Linked DNA regions of Mus musculus: all the other regions are linked to region 1. The links are chromatin contacts, called in public promoter capture Hi-C maps. All regions are on one chromosome and are shown on one strand. Each heading gives the region's core, a stretch centred on a gene start, on an enhancer-like site or on the middle of the called end of the contact. The rest is flanking DNA. Distances are from core to core; before and after follow the strand shown. Region 1 holds the start of Fgl1 (fibrinogen-like protein 1). Region 2 overlaps Mtus1 (mitochondrial tumor suppressor 1). Region 3 has its middle 3.5 kb from the start of Gm39167.

Evidence for each region. Promoter capture Hi-C pulls out the DNA fragments that hold promoters and counts their contacts.
Region 2: a promoter capture Hi-C map of liver shows a contact between it and region 1. The contact joins the enhancer-like site here to the promoter of Fgl1 in region 1. A contact is called at or near these places in 8 of 39 promoter capture datasets (the 3T3-L1 cell line, cranial neural crest, epiblast stem cells and 3 more), 4 of 484 Hi-C or Micro-C datasets (all in liver), 2 of 115 datasets of contacts at active chromatin or transcription factors (embryonic stem cells and stem cell-derived neural progenitor cells) and 3 of 9 other capture datasets (adipose tissue, liver and pancreatic islet).
Region 3: a promoter capture Hi-C map of liver shows a contact between it and region 1. The contact joins the enhancer-like site here to the promoter of Fgl1 in region 1. A contact is called at or near these places in 4 of 39 promoter capture datasets (hematopoietic stem and progenitor cells, liver and macrophages), 3 of 484 Hi-C or Micro-C datasets (cortical neurons and liver), 1 of 115 datasets of contacts at active chromatin or transcription factors (embryonic stem cells) and 2 of 9 other capture datasets (adipose tissue and pancreatic islet).

Annotation. Positions count from the first base shown.
Region 1 is chr8:41,212,605-41,217,195 of GRCm38.p6, forward strand. Fgl1 (fibrinogen-like protein 1) reads right to left here and starts at 2,552. Exons shown (of 8, transcript NM_145594.2): 1 at 2,482-2,552.
Region 2 is chr8:41,118,050-41,122,640 of GRCm38.p6, forward strand. All of the region lies in intron 1 of Mtus1 (mitochondrial tumor suppressor 1), which reads right to left. Among named protein-coding and RNA genes, the nearest start is that of Mtus1, 13 kb to the right of the region's middle. Within about 2 kb of position 2,287, at least 26 of the 459 cell types and tissues checked have an H3K27ac peak or open chromatin away from gene starts, as enhancers often do. A contact at or near this core is called in adipose tissue and liver, where this site is marked.
Region 3 is chr8:41,148,242-41,152,832 of GRCm38.p6, forward strand. No RefSeq gene overlaps it. Among named protein-coding and RNA genes, the nearest start is that of Gm39167, 3.5 kb to the right of the region's middle. Within about 2 kb of position 2,405, at least 18 of the 459 cell types and tissues checked have an H3K27ac peak or open chromatin away from gene starts, as enhancers often do. A contact at or near this core is called in liver, where this site is marked.

The sequences.
Region 1 (4,591 bases), core at 1,302-3,801:
AAGAAACATGGAACTAAACAGAATTCTCAGAGGTAAGTTATAAATCTAGATGAGAAACATTTTTTATTTCAACAGAATATATTTATTTGTTTAATTTTTAAATATAGCAAAGGATAAGGAGTTACAGAGACAAAGTTTGGAGCTGAGATGAAAGGATGGACCATGTAGAGACTGTCATATCCAGGGATCCACCCCATAATCAGCATCCAAACGCTGACACCATTGCATACACTAGCAAGATTTTATCGAAAGGACCCAGATGTAGCTGTCTCTTGTGAGACTATGCCGGGGCCTAGCAAACACAGAAGTGGATGCTCACAGTCAGCTAATGGAGGGATCATAGGGCTCCCAATGGAGGAGCTAGAGAAAGTAGCCAAGGAGCTAAAGGGATCTGCAACCCTATAGGTGGAACAACATTATGAACTAACCAGTACCCCGGAGCTCTTGACTCTAGCTGCATATATATCAAAAGATGGCCTAGTCGGCCATCACTGGAAAGAGAGGCCCATTGGACTTGCAAACTTTATATGCCCCAGTACAGGGGAACACCAGGGCCAAAAAGGGGGAGTGGGTGGGCAGGGGAGTGGGGGTGGGTGGATATGGGGGACTTTTGGTATAGCATTGGAAATGTAAATGAGTTAAATACCTAATAAAAAATGGAAAAAAAATATAGCAAAGGATAAAAATCTCAATTTAATACCCAACACTTTATTTGACGATCTTAAAAGCATTGAATTCTCAACAGCTGTACATCCAGAGAAACATTTTTGTTTTAATGTTCAACATGCTTGGCCGTTAGGGATAGACTAATTAAAACTACTTTGAGGTTTCATCTTATCCCAGTCAGAATGGCCAAGTTAAAGAAGAAGAAAACCAGCGGCTAGCATGGATACGGGGAAAGAGGGACTATTATCCACCACTGGTGGGTAGAGGGAGAATTTTGGTTTTTTTAAAAACCCATTCATGTTATGCAAATATGTTTTTGTTTTAATCCCAGGTGTGGGGTATGGGATGCTTCAGATTGTCCACAGCAGCTAACTATGATTCGTCTTGTGGTCTGGCATGGGTGTGATACTGCCAGCTGAAGATATTTTATGTTTGGAATTCCAGGAACTCTTGCGAGGCTAGAAAAATGCCCTAGCTCCAAGAGGCTGCGGCAGCTACTGGTCTCTGCTGCTGCTGTTTGCCCGTCTTTCTTGTTGGCTGGATGACTGCCTGTTTCTAGTTGTAGATATCCTGATGATGGAAGATTGGTTTTCCTCCAAGGAACTTGATGCCACTACTCATCAGGAAGTAGTCTAAAGAGACCTGTTCTCCTTTCCCCTCTAGCCTTCTTTTTTGCCTACCCGGGATTGGGCGGTTGGAAGGGGTTGGGGTAGAGAAGAGTGGTAGGTAAAAGAACCTAATAAAGTAGCCAAAAAGTATGGTTACAGGTAGGAGTATAACTGGTCCAGCCACTATGTAAAGGTTCCTCAAAGAGCTAGAAGTAGATCTACCATGAGATCCAGCTGAATCACTCTGGATCAGATACCCCAAAGACTATAGTTTGCTGTTACGGTATGAGTACACCACGGTCATTGCTGTTCTATTCATGGTAGCCAGGAAATGGAAGTGGCCCCAATATCCAACTATGATGAATGGATAATGAAAACCTAGTAGTACACTGACAAGAGTCCTACCCACGAGAGTCACATTCTACCACTGAACTGCACCCCCACCTTCTTAAAATGATTTATATCAAATAAGAAAGCCTGTCTGAGAGCAGATATTTGAAGGTAATTTCAATGCATACCTTTATAATAATTTGAAAATATAATGATTTCTAATTCAAAATACCTAAAGCAAAAATACTATAAAAGAAATACAACTAGGCATAGTGAATGATAAGGATCAGGATGATGTTATATAAACTAGATGTACCAAATAAGGATGGTTTACTAACATGAATAATGAAGACTAGATTGTCAGTGCAGCTGTGTCCAATCGGAGAATGTTGTATTGATTTTATAATCTCCATCAGGGATTTCTACCCTGCCTTTGATCATTCATTCAGTTCCCAGATAATATATATTCATAATTATTTATATTTTAAATATATTTTACATTTATAATAAGTCTTAAAAGCACTAGAGCTGGGCAGGTATCTAGCCTCTATGTCTATTTCCCTGCAAACAACCCTGAGATATGTCTTGCCATATTTCACCTTGGCCAGTCTTACCCTACTCTGTTTTTAATTCTGTAGGCTGAAATGGAAAGTTCTACTGTGAATCCCCATCTAACTCATTTGAAATACAAGGAGACTAGAAACTAATTAAATTCTAAATCTCTCCTCCAAGTTGCAAGCAACTCTGCTTTATTGTCAGTCATCTCAATCTCTTTCGAAAGCCAAAGGCTACTTTCTGAGTCCTGGTGTCTGCCATTCGCTGTCATGAAAGAGTCACCATTATTACAGTCCAGTCAGCAGTACAGATAATAACTTACCTCAAGTCAAAATGAATCAGGACTTAGCTAGGCTCAGTCCATCCACACAGAGCCTCCCAGGAACTTCTAACTGAAGTCAGAATTACAAACGGTTTTCCCCATTATTTGATTAGAGGCAGGCAAAGTTGACTCTGGCTCTAATCCAGAAACAACATGAGGAAATCAGTTTTACTGGAAGGAATAAAAAACAAAAAACAAACAAACAAAAAAAACCAAAAAAAACCAAAAAACCAAAAACAAAAAAAAACAACTGGAGGGCAAGCTCCAATACTTTTTTTTTTTGTCTTGTTTTGTTTTGTTTTGTTTTGTTTTTTGAGACAGGGTTTCTCTGTGTAGCCCTGGCTGTCCTGGAACTCACTTTGTAGTCCAGGCTGGCCTCGAACTCAGAAATCTGCCTGCCTCTGCCTCCCAAGTGCTGGGATTAAAGGGGTGTGCCACCACCACTGGCCCCAATACTCTTATATTCTCAATTTCTCCTCCGTGCAGGACATTTTATTGGATTACATATCTTTATGTCAGCCTTTTATAGTTGTGTTCATCCAGAGAATTTTATACTTCATCCTAAAAGTCAAAGCCATCTGAAACTTTGCCTTACAGATAGATAGTAAAGTTAAGAAACTGCCAGCTGCAAAGGAGGAAACTAAAGTATCATTTCAACTAAGACAGGGACAGAGGCTGCGTTTTTCTTAGGTATGAAAACACCACCACCACAAGCTTATAACGGACGCAATGGACCCATCAGTTTACTTGATCCTTTTTTATTATGATTTTTCTTTATTCTTGAGAACTTCAGATATGAAAACATGAAATATGACCATATCCACATCCCATTCTCCTCCAAGTTTCCCCATGTCGTCTTCCCAACTTCACCTTTTTTTTTTTTTTTTTTGATACCACCCTAAATTCCCATCAGGGCAGCACATGTGTGCATGAATCTGGGACTGTCCATTAGTAACAGCGTTCTCTGATATGTAAGATTGTGCCCCTTCCTGTAAGCATTAGCCATGCTCTTACTAGCTGTTCTTTTTGCTTTTAAAGCCTCTGGAGCCGCTTTTATTGTGTAAAAGGTAACTTTTTCAGTTCCACTAATCTTGTGTAACCATCTCAGACTGGAAACCAGGTGATCGCTTCTCGTCGATTTTGATGTAACGCAAGCAGTTGTTTGCCATCTGTTCTGTTGCCCCTATTTCTTAACTCAGATTCCGGTAAAAAGTAGAGTGTTTCCCTTCTGTCCTAGGTGAGTCACTGAGCAGAGAGCTTTGCCTGTATTTGACCTTCCCATTAAACACTTTCTGACGATTGACTTAGAAAATTTGGAAGTTCTTATAGAAAAGTTAGTCCCAATGGCTTAAAAAATTAACAATAATAAGGCAATGACATTTAGGCTGAAGTGATCTACACACACAGGAGGGATGAAGTTATGGCATTTGAAATAGTAGAGAATTCAAACCGCTGATATTAAAAGGAAAGCGTGGAATTTTAAAGCTAATGTGACAATGACCACTGTGGTGAGGTTAGTATTTTGAATGTATCTTTCTTGTATCTTTATTGCTTTCTCCACACTCAAAAAAAAAAAAAAATTGACAAGCTCTACTGTCACAGGCGTCTGCAGAGGACACAATAGTAACTAACAACAAGAACTGCCGCATTCGCTACAAGTTCTACAAGCCAAATAGTAAGAACAGGGTTTCCTTTGCCTTTCGGTGATGCTGAGTTTTAAACCTATGGTGTAGCACATAATGAGAATCTGCTTTACCCATGGGCTATACACCCGCTGCCAAAGCTGTTAGAGCTGCATTGACTCAGCCCCCAACACCCTACTCAGCTATCAGCTGTCTCCTTTTCAGTGGGGAAATGGGCACAGAAGTTTAAGCAACTTGCCCAAGGTCACACAGCTAGCAAGAGATGGAGCCAGAACTCAAAGGCAATCTGGCTCTGAATTTGTGATCCTCACAATGAAAACTAGGTTATGCTGTCAAAGACTTGGTTCAAAAGCACTGTCCTAAAAGAAACTCAGGAAAAGCTAACAAGACAGTAAGAACAAAATGTTTGGTCGATGTGCTGTGGAGGCATGCCCCAAAATGCCATTTGTAGGGATTTGATTTTGGGG
Region 2 (4,591 bases), core at 1,037-3,536, 95 kb before region 1:
AGGAGAGGACAGTGGTAGAGTAGCCAGCTCCCTAGGGATGAGGCAGTGCAGTGAGCCCTTCGAAGCCTTTTTCATCTCCTGTACTCATGAACTGTCCCTCCTGGCCACAGGAGGGGCGACACAGGCATACCAGCTTTTAAACCACCGTGGAGAACATGTTAAACCAAACTCAACCACTGCCACATTAGGAAGGACATTTTGGCACAAAATGGAGTGCCCAACTGCAGATACAAAGTATTCCTTTAGCTTGGATTCTATAAACACTGACTTAAGAACCTATCAGTCATCCTGGTAAATACGCTGCTGCCAAACACCCTCAGCTCACAGACCTTCATTTAGAACCTCTGAGCTCAAGTAAAAGGGTAATGGAAAGCTCTGAAGGAAGTCTCCCACCCTCTAGAAATACACAGACAGAGCGGACCATACAAGGAGGCCTGCCTTTGGGGATTTAGAGGGGGCACATGCAAGATGACCCCATGAAGACCCAGAACTCAACACCAATTTTGGGATCCCTTAGAAAGTCACCCACCTCATATACACTGTTTTGTATCAGGATATATATTTCTTCTGTAAACAAAATAAAAACAATTTTTAGGAAGAAAAAAAAAGATTCTTTCCTACTTCTGCTCACAAGGGCTGTAGAATGGGGCTGAGTAGGATGTGACGCTCTCGAATGTCAGAAGCACCGAGAAAAGTTGTGTAAACACAGCGGCCAGCACACCAAGGGACTGACACGTTGTCAGTCCACTCATCAGCCCAAAGGCAGTAGCATGGGAGGCAGGGACCGGGACATCAGCAGCTACCTCTTCCACAGAGCTAATGACATCCACGTGCAGGAAAGCACACTCAAGCTGATGGTCCCTTAGACAAACCATGTGACAGTCACTGTCCTCATTCCTCCTCCCATTTATGGAAGGTTAACCCAGAAGTACAGACGTAAACCATGGTAGCCACAGGCAGGAAATTCAGTTCAGATGTGTGAAGCTTTTTAGAGGGGGTCTTCTTACTATCTAAGAGGGCCCTGAACCACTCCTGGGCTCAAGTCATGCTCCTACCTTAGCTTCCTGAGTAGCTGGGACCATGGGAATTAACCACTCTGCCCACCTCAAAAGTCTATCTCTTTCCACATCCCTCTTACCTTAACCTCATCCAACACTTGGCGAGTCTGTGTACGTGGCCACAGACCCCAAAGCCACCTGGACAAGCCGGCAGCTGTAGTGACTCTTGAGGCTACCAAACTGTGTGTCTGCATTATGGTCAGAGGCCAACATGCTCCTGGCCTCAGTTTCCTTACCTATGAAACAGACTCGATCCACCTCAGCACTGGTCTGGAGCTAAAAGAAGTGTTTGGAAACTTCCTGACCACTGTTAGCTACACTACTGTAACTTTAACAACCTTGTATGACAAACTTACTAACCTCACATTTCTGAGGACCAGAGGCTGACAACTTGTTTATCTGGCCAGAAAAACTTTCCAGAGTAAAAGAGGTGTTTTAAGTCCTGATTGCTGCATTGGTTACACAAATATGTACTCAACAAAACTGAGAGACTGGGTCTTGCTATATAGACCAGGATGAATCTGAAATCAAAATCAGATCCTTCTGCCTCAGCCTCTGGAGTGCTGAGATTGTAGGTGTGCACCGACACACCCACCACACCCACTTGATCTCCTGGGATTTAATTTTATCTTAATTTGTTTTCAAAGTGCATTCAACCAATAAGCATCAGTGGGATTTTCTGGACCGTACCTACTACTTCATGTGGGGACCTCAGATTTCTTTTTTTCTCTTAGTCCTCATTCTCTGTAATCTATTTTCCAGCTAATCCTTCCTACCCACGTGACGCACTTGAAGAATTGCCTCTGTTCTTCTACGTATTCAAAATTCTAAGCTTTACTGATCCAGACTGGATATTTCCACCTTGACCCTCCCCTGTAGCCAGAGCCTGAACCAAAGCAAACCAGAAACACCAGCCAATAGACTTCTGGGAATCTAAGGCAACAACATTCTGCAAGAGCCTATTGAGCAACTAGACATGTAAAACACCCTGAGTACTCAGGTAGAAGTACATCAACAAGTTTCAGTTTTTAGTCTTGGGGCTATCGTATCATGTTATAAACAATCTTCACAATTTCATCAAAACTGGCCTTTTTAAAATGGAAGTCAGAAAACACCCGCACTGGTCGAAACACATCAGGTTCCAAAACAATACGGAGCCAATACAGACATGACTGTACTTACCAAAGTAAATAATTCAAACCAAGCCGAGCGTACCCAGTGCTGATCAGGTATGTTCAAAGGCTACACAGTTGGGCTTGGGCAATGACTCCTGTAAAAACCCCTTGCTTTTTGTCAGTGATATGCACTTCATTAAAGAAATTACCTGAAGGCTCATTAAGGTCAATGAGGAGGGTTAGCAGGGCTTAAGGCTAAACTAAAATCTCTTCCTGATAGTGCTAAATGACCGTGAACAACTTCTCAGTCAGGAGCTCTGGGCAGTTGTCACGGCTTTTCAAACTCCACTTGGCTAAAAGGAAATAATTTTCCATCTAAACCATGCCAAGACCAATTGAAAAATGTCATTTATATATGTGTAGTTACGCAAACCAGCACCTCACCTTATACCTCCCAACCTTTATTAAACAGCAACTTCCTGTACCCTTTTCATGAAAATGATTACCTGTCAGACTTTCCATTGGCCATAAACCATCTTGAACACAAGGGCAACGTTGGCACACAGCTAACTCACAGTGCAGCCAAAGTTAGAGCCACTCTCTATAAAGGGCCTACTTTGAAAGTCTTAACACTGTACATTCCTCAGCAGGAACTTGAAAGACACGATCATCTTTATGGCCAGAAGACATGCCCGAGGCTCAGATATAACTGGGGCTATTTGGACATTAGCGTCTTCCACTTCTAGATGGCACGAGCCCTCACCTCCTAGTTAAATTTTCACCCAGGATTGCCTCCTCGTTGCAATCATCTCCTACCTCTGCACAGCTCAAAAATAAAAGGATTCGGGGGTTTCATAGAAAAACATAGTCCAGGAAAGTCTACCTATTAGCCTTGAGTTAACATCCAAGATGTTGGAGTGCTAATCTGCAAAATGGGAAACAAGGGATTCGGATGGTCATTCTTACGGAATTGTATTATACCTTTTTGAAAAAGCAATCTGAAAACTACCAAATGTTATAGCAGTGGAGTATATCACCCAACACACACAAGGCCGAATCAGAAGGCTCACTGAGCTCCAGATCACCCTAGTCTACACAGCAGAGCCCTATCCCAAGCACTGGAGACAGAAAAGAAAGTAATAAAAATAGAAGTGAATTTGCTGTTTTGTTTCAAGACAGGGTTTCCAGCTGACCTGGAACTCACTATGTAGACCAGGCTAGCCTCAACTGCACAGAGATCCGGCTGCCTCTGCAATCTATTGTTATGAGCTGCAACCGGCAGTGTTGTGTCAGGAAGTATTTGTGAACCCCAAAAGACCACCAAGGAACAGTTTCCAATGTAATAGCATTAGGGTACCTCTTTTATTACAAGCTCTGGCTTGGGTTCTCCTCCAATCCAACCCTGACATAGCCAACCCTGACATAGAAGGACAGGAAGGGAAGGTGGAGCAGCCTGGAATCCTCAGCAGGACAAGGTTTTAAAGGAAATGGAAGTAAGTGGGGGATCGGGGGAGGGGGTCTATCCTGGCAAGCATCTAACTGAATGTCTATTGTAAGCGGACAGGTGGGTGCTCTGAAGCAAGACCATATACAATCACAAACTGTCTGAAAGTACATCTGAAACCATCAGACTAATCTTTGACTACCTGTTGCTAGGAAGTAGCTAGGGAGTAACTCTCTCCTTCCTGGTACGTGGGTGCAGCTTGGGTTCTGCTGCTGGTCAAGTTCTAAGGCTTTTTTTTTTTTCCTTGAAGATGGAGGCTGGTCCCAAGATGGAGTAGGCTTGGCCTCTCATTCCCACCCTTCTCTGGTAACTAGAAGGCCCAATCATGGGTCTTCCTGAAGTTTATCTAATCTCATGAAAACAGTAACAGGTCTATGTCTTTATGACTCAGCTAACTCAGGCCTGGAGGTACTGGTGACTGGAAAGGACTGGACCATCATCAGGGTTCTCATTGTCCAGTCCTTGTGGTGTTCCTGGGCCTTGGATAGGGACCCCATCAGTGGGAGATGGGGGGTAGGAGGGGAGTCCTGAGACTGAGTTTCCTCCCACTGGTCTAGGTTGTCTTCAACTGAAAACGGGTCAGGGATTCCATGTTGTAATCCCTCAACCTCCAGGGTGATAAGGAGGGATCTTTCTAATGAGGCTCTAATGACCCCTGCCTGGAGGGGGACCTGTTTTATAGAGAACACGAAGTTTAGGCCAAACATGCTTATGAGCCCATTGGACACCTTTGAGATCATATAGCAACTGGTGATCTTTGAACTCAGCAATGACCCCTACCTCTATGTCAAGAACAATTGGGGAGGGGGTATCCCAAACATGATTTCAAAAGGGGTGAGTCCCATCTGGTAAGAAGAGTTTCATACCTGGTAAAGAGATAAGGGAAGGAGAGTTAACTCAGGAATTGCCAGTCT
Region 3 (4,591 bases), core at 1,155-3,654, 65 kb before region 1:
GACATAATTAGAAACTTAGATTGTCATTCACCAATGAAACCAACCATATTTTCAGTACTTTATCAATTGCATGCAATACAAAAGAGGATTTTACAATATGGTCATCTGGAGTTTCACCTTTTAAAAATGTGTTTAGATTTATTTCATGTGTATGAAGGTTTTGGCTGCATGTATGTCTGTGTACCATGTGCATGCCTGGTATCTATGGAGATGATAGATCCCCAGAACTGGATTTTGAGCAGTTGTGAGCCATCATCTGGGTGCTGGAAGTTGAACCCAGGTCCTCTACAAGAACAACAAGTACTCCAGACCACTAAGCCGTCTCTCCAGCCCCAAGTTTTACTTTTGTTAGTGCAGAGTAATTGGTATTAGATTAAAACTCCTGCAGAAAATAATTCTTCACTATGAAGAGAATACAAACAATGTCTATTTGAAGGCCCTGGAGAGTGACCAAAAGCAGGCCAGAACTGGAAGGAAGTCAACACTTGAAAGAAGAACCTATGTATGGTTTCTCGATTGAGCAGACTGCCCAGCCCTGTGGGACGAGAAACTCACACTCTGGCAGAAAAATACAATCCTAATTGGAGTAGAAAATGCAGTTTTAGATTACTAAAATGGCTGGATTCAGAGGGGAGAAATTCCAGGGAAAAGATTGATAGCCACAGGATGGGAGCCTTCAGACCTGTATGTGTAAATTCTCCTCATTTCCCCAGACTTCTGAAGTGTGTGTGTGTGTGTGTGTGTGTGTGTGTGTGTGTGTGTGTGTGTGTGTGTGTGTGTGTTGGGAATGGGGGAGGTCCTCCAAGGAGCCTAACTTGAAAAAACTGAATCGAATTTTCAGACAATGGCTAGACAGTTTATAGTTTGAATGTAGCCAGACTGTCTAGTAGGACAAAAACTAGACAGAAGTATGAAGTAGCCAGTACTTTATGAGTCTCATCACAGTATGTAATCAGGAATTATAACATATTCAGACAAAGAAACTGCACGTCTTTTGACCCAGATTCACTTATAGGAGCTAGCCCAAGTAAGTGCCAGATGTTGAAACTAGAAGAAAACTATCTGAAAGCAGGTGTTCAATACATACATAGGATGAAAAATTATAAGAAATTAAATATTCTTTTAATTCATTATGTATGTGAGTATACTGTCACTTTCTTCAGACACACCAGAAGAAGGCATCGGATCCCATTACAGATGGTTGTGAGCCACCATGTGGTTGCTGGGAATTGAACTCTGGACCTCTGGAAGAGCAGTCAGTGATTTTAACCACTGAGTGATCTCTCCAGTCATGAGAAATTAAATTTTTTAAAGAGGGTCTAATAGAAGAGGAGAAACAGCCTAAGAAGTCAGTGGGTCTGAGGAGAGAAAGACAGACAGAAACACAATCTGAAGAACATGGAAGACAGTAAAGTTGAAAACAAAGCTTCAGGGACCTTCGAGACAGTCAGATAGATTAAAACAGGTACTCTTAGAGTCTAAGAGGGATAGACGTAGATTTTTCTTTTTAGTAAAAAATAATTACCAATTTCTCCAAAACATAAATATCTAAGAAATTCAGAAAACCTAAATTAAAAATAAACATGAAAGGGAAAAAGCTGGCACACTTTGGATATTTAAGTATTGTTTTCAGAGCTTCATATTCACCATCTCACTTAGCAACACATTAAAGTTCATCATGGTAAATAGGGTTCTTCCTAAGAAGGCAAGTGTGCTAGGCCCAAAACCAGTTTGAATGATTTACTGTATGAAGAGAACAAAGGAAAAAATCCACAGGCTAATTTCAGTAGATGGACTAAGAATAAAAACCCACCTAATGAATAAAAACGAGTTTCATCTGCCCGATCCGGAGACCCATCAGTGTCCTATGGAGAGAAAAGCAGCACTCAGTAAGACTGGCACCAAGCTCAATGGATGCACTCGCCTAGCCTACTCTATTCTGCTGGTAGTCCGAAGTGGATCGTGAAGACAGGAAATGGGAAGAAGAATCATACTCAGAGGAAAGAAGCCACTGAGTTCTATTTGTAGATGTTGAGATTTGATTAAGAAGCGTTCTCTAAAAGGTTCGTGCACTAAGGGTTTGGTCTTGACACGATGAGACGTGGTAGTCTGTGAAAGTCCACACTTCACCTTTATGGGTTAATCCATTGATGGCCTCACAATTTAATGGCATTAGTAAGAGGTGGTGGGAACTTTCAGAGGCAGGCACAGCTGGAGGAAGTCTGTCCCCAGTGGGGACATGCTCGTGGTTTGCTCTGAGTCCCCTCCTTACTGCCTTGCCCCCTGCCTCTCATCTGCTGGACACACTCCTCCTCATGACATTCTGCCTCACCACACAGACTTACGAACCAGACATGTGTGACCACAGATTGAGGCCTCCCAACCTGTGAGCCAGAATAAGCCTTTCTCCTCTGTAAGTTGTTCCCTTGGGTATTTATTTACTACAGGGTACAAAGGTCTGAACCAGTGAGATAAGAATGAAAACTGGCAGGGAAGATGGCTCATGCATTTAATCTCAGCACTCAGGAGGCAAAGATCGGAGAATCTCAGGGAGTTCTAGGCCAGCCAGGGCTACGCAGTGAGACCCTGTCTCAGAAACAAACAAAACAGGAGAAAGGCAAACAAACCAAAAAGGAAATAGGAATGGGTGTTTGATCTTATCAACTTGAATCAACCAAGACCGTGATTCTCAACCTGTGGATCACAAACCCCTTAAGGGTCAAACCACCCTTTCACAGAGTTTGCCTAAGATCATCAGAAAACCACAGATATTATTACAATTTACAACTATCAAAATTACAGTTACGAAGTAAGCAACAAAACAATTTTATGGTTGGGGGTCGCCACAGCCTGAGGAACCGGATGAAAAGATTGCAGCATTAGGAAGGTTGAGGACCACTGAACTAAGAAATGCACTGTGTGCGATGTCTACGAGGATGTTTCCAGGAAGCACTAACTGAGAGGAGAAGCCTCACCCCCCCTAACAGGCAGCTCCTTTAAGCAGATGTCCCAGATACAAAGTGGCCTGAAGAGAAAGCGGTCTTGTCTGCCTGTCTTTGCATCTTGCTAGTGACTGCCTTCCTTTTTCTCCTGCTGCTGCTGCTGCAGTCCTCCACTGACATCAGACTCCAGCTACTTTACCTTCAGATGTAACCTGAATACCAGAAACACTCCAGGATTGTTCTAGGCCTTCAGTGCCAGATGAAGACTGGAGCATCTAGCATCACAGCCTGAGCAGCTATTAGCATCTCAGACGCTATCATATAGACATCGGTGTTGGATGATGGCTCCTACAATGCAAGTCAACCTAGTGAATCCTCTCTTATATAACATATAGCATATGACATATTATATAGGATATATGATATGTGATATAGATATACATTCTCTCAGCTTTAATCCTCTAGATAGCTTTGCCTAATATTCTAAATGTAACACTATTCTTTTTTTTTTTTTTTTGGTTTTGGTTTTTGAGACAAGGTTTCTCTGTGTAGTCCTGGCTGTCCTGGAACTCACTCTGTAGACCAGGCTGGCCTCGAACTCAGAAATCCGCCTGCCTCTGCCTCCCAAGTGCTGGGATTAAAGGCATGTGCCACCATGCCTGGCATGTAACACTATTTTTTTTTTAATAGAAAACATTAAGGAATCTATGTTGCGTGTATTTTCTACTACCCTGCTTTAAGCTCTGGGTAGACCATGCTACCAGCCACTGCCCTGGTTCCCATGGATCTGTGGATGAAAGACACACACACATTAGCTTATCTTTAATATCCTTTTTAACTCAATGGCCACCTGTGGCTAATGTGCCCTTACCTTTACTCCCTGCTCAACATCTCTAAATCTTCCCTTAACTTAGTTGCCTGGTTACCTTCTCCTTACTCAGCACCCTAAATCTGCCCTCAGCTTAGTTGCATTTCTAATCTCCCACCTGCTACCCCAGGCACAGTAGGTCACTCCACTCAAGATCTCACATGACTGGAAGCTCTCCCTCTGAAGCATGGTAAATTTTCTTTCCTCCTCCTGTGTCTCCTAGTCTGTCTTTGGGAATCTGGAAGTCCTGCCTCTTCTGCTCACCCGTTGGCCACTAACATCTTAATTGATCAATCAAGAACCAATTGGGGAACAGGACCTTCAGCATTCACAATCAGATTCCCAATCAAAGCATTAGAACCAACCTACAAACAAATCAGTAGAATTATTCTCGTCTGCTGCAACGAAAGCCAAGACCAAAAGCAAGCTCAGGAGAAAAGAGTTTATTTGGCTTACATATCCCAGATCACATCTTGACGGGAAATCAGGGCAGGAGCTCAAGGCAGGAACCTGGAAGCAGGAACTCACAGAGGCCATTGAACAATGCTGTTTACTGGATTGTTCATGGATGGCTAAGCCTGCTTTCTTATCCCACCCAGCACCACCTGCCCAGGGGTGGCACCACCTATAGTGGGCTGGGACCTCCCATATCAATTAGTAATCAAGAAAATGTCCCCAAAGGCTTGTCCACAGTCCAATCTGATGAAGGCACTTTTTCAATTGTGATTCCTTCTTCCCATATGACCCTAGCTTGTGTTGGGGAAAACAAACAAACAAACAA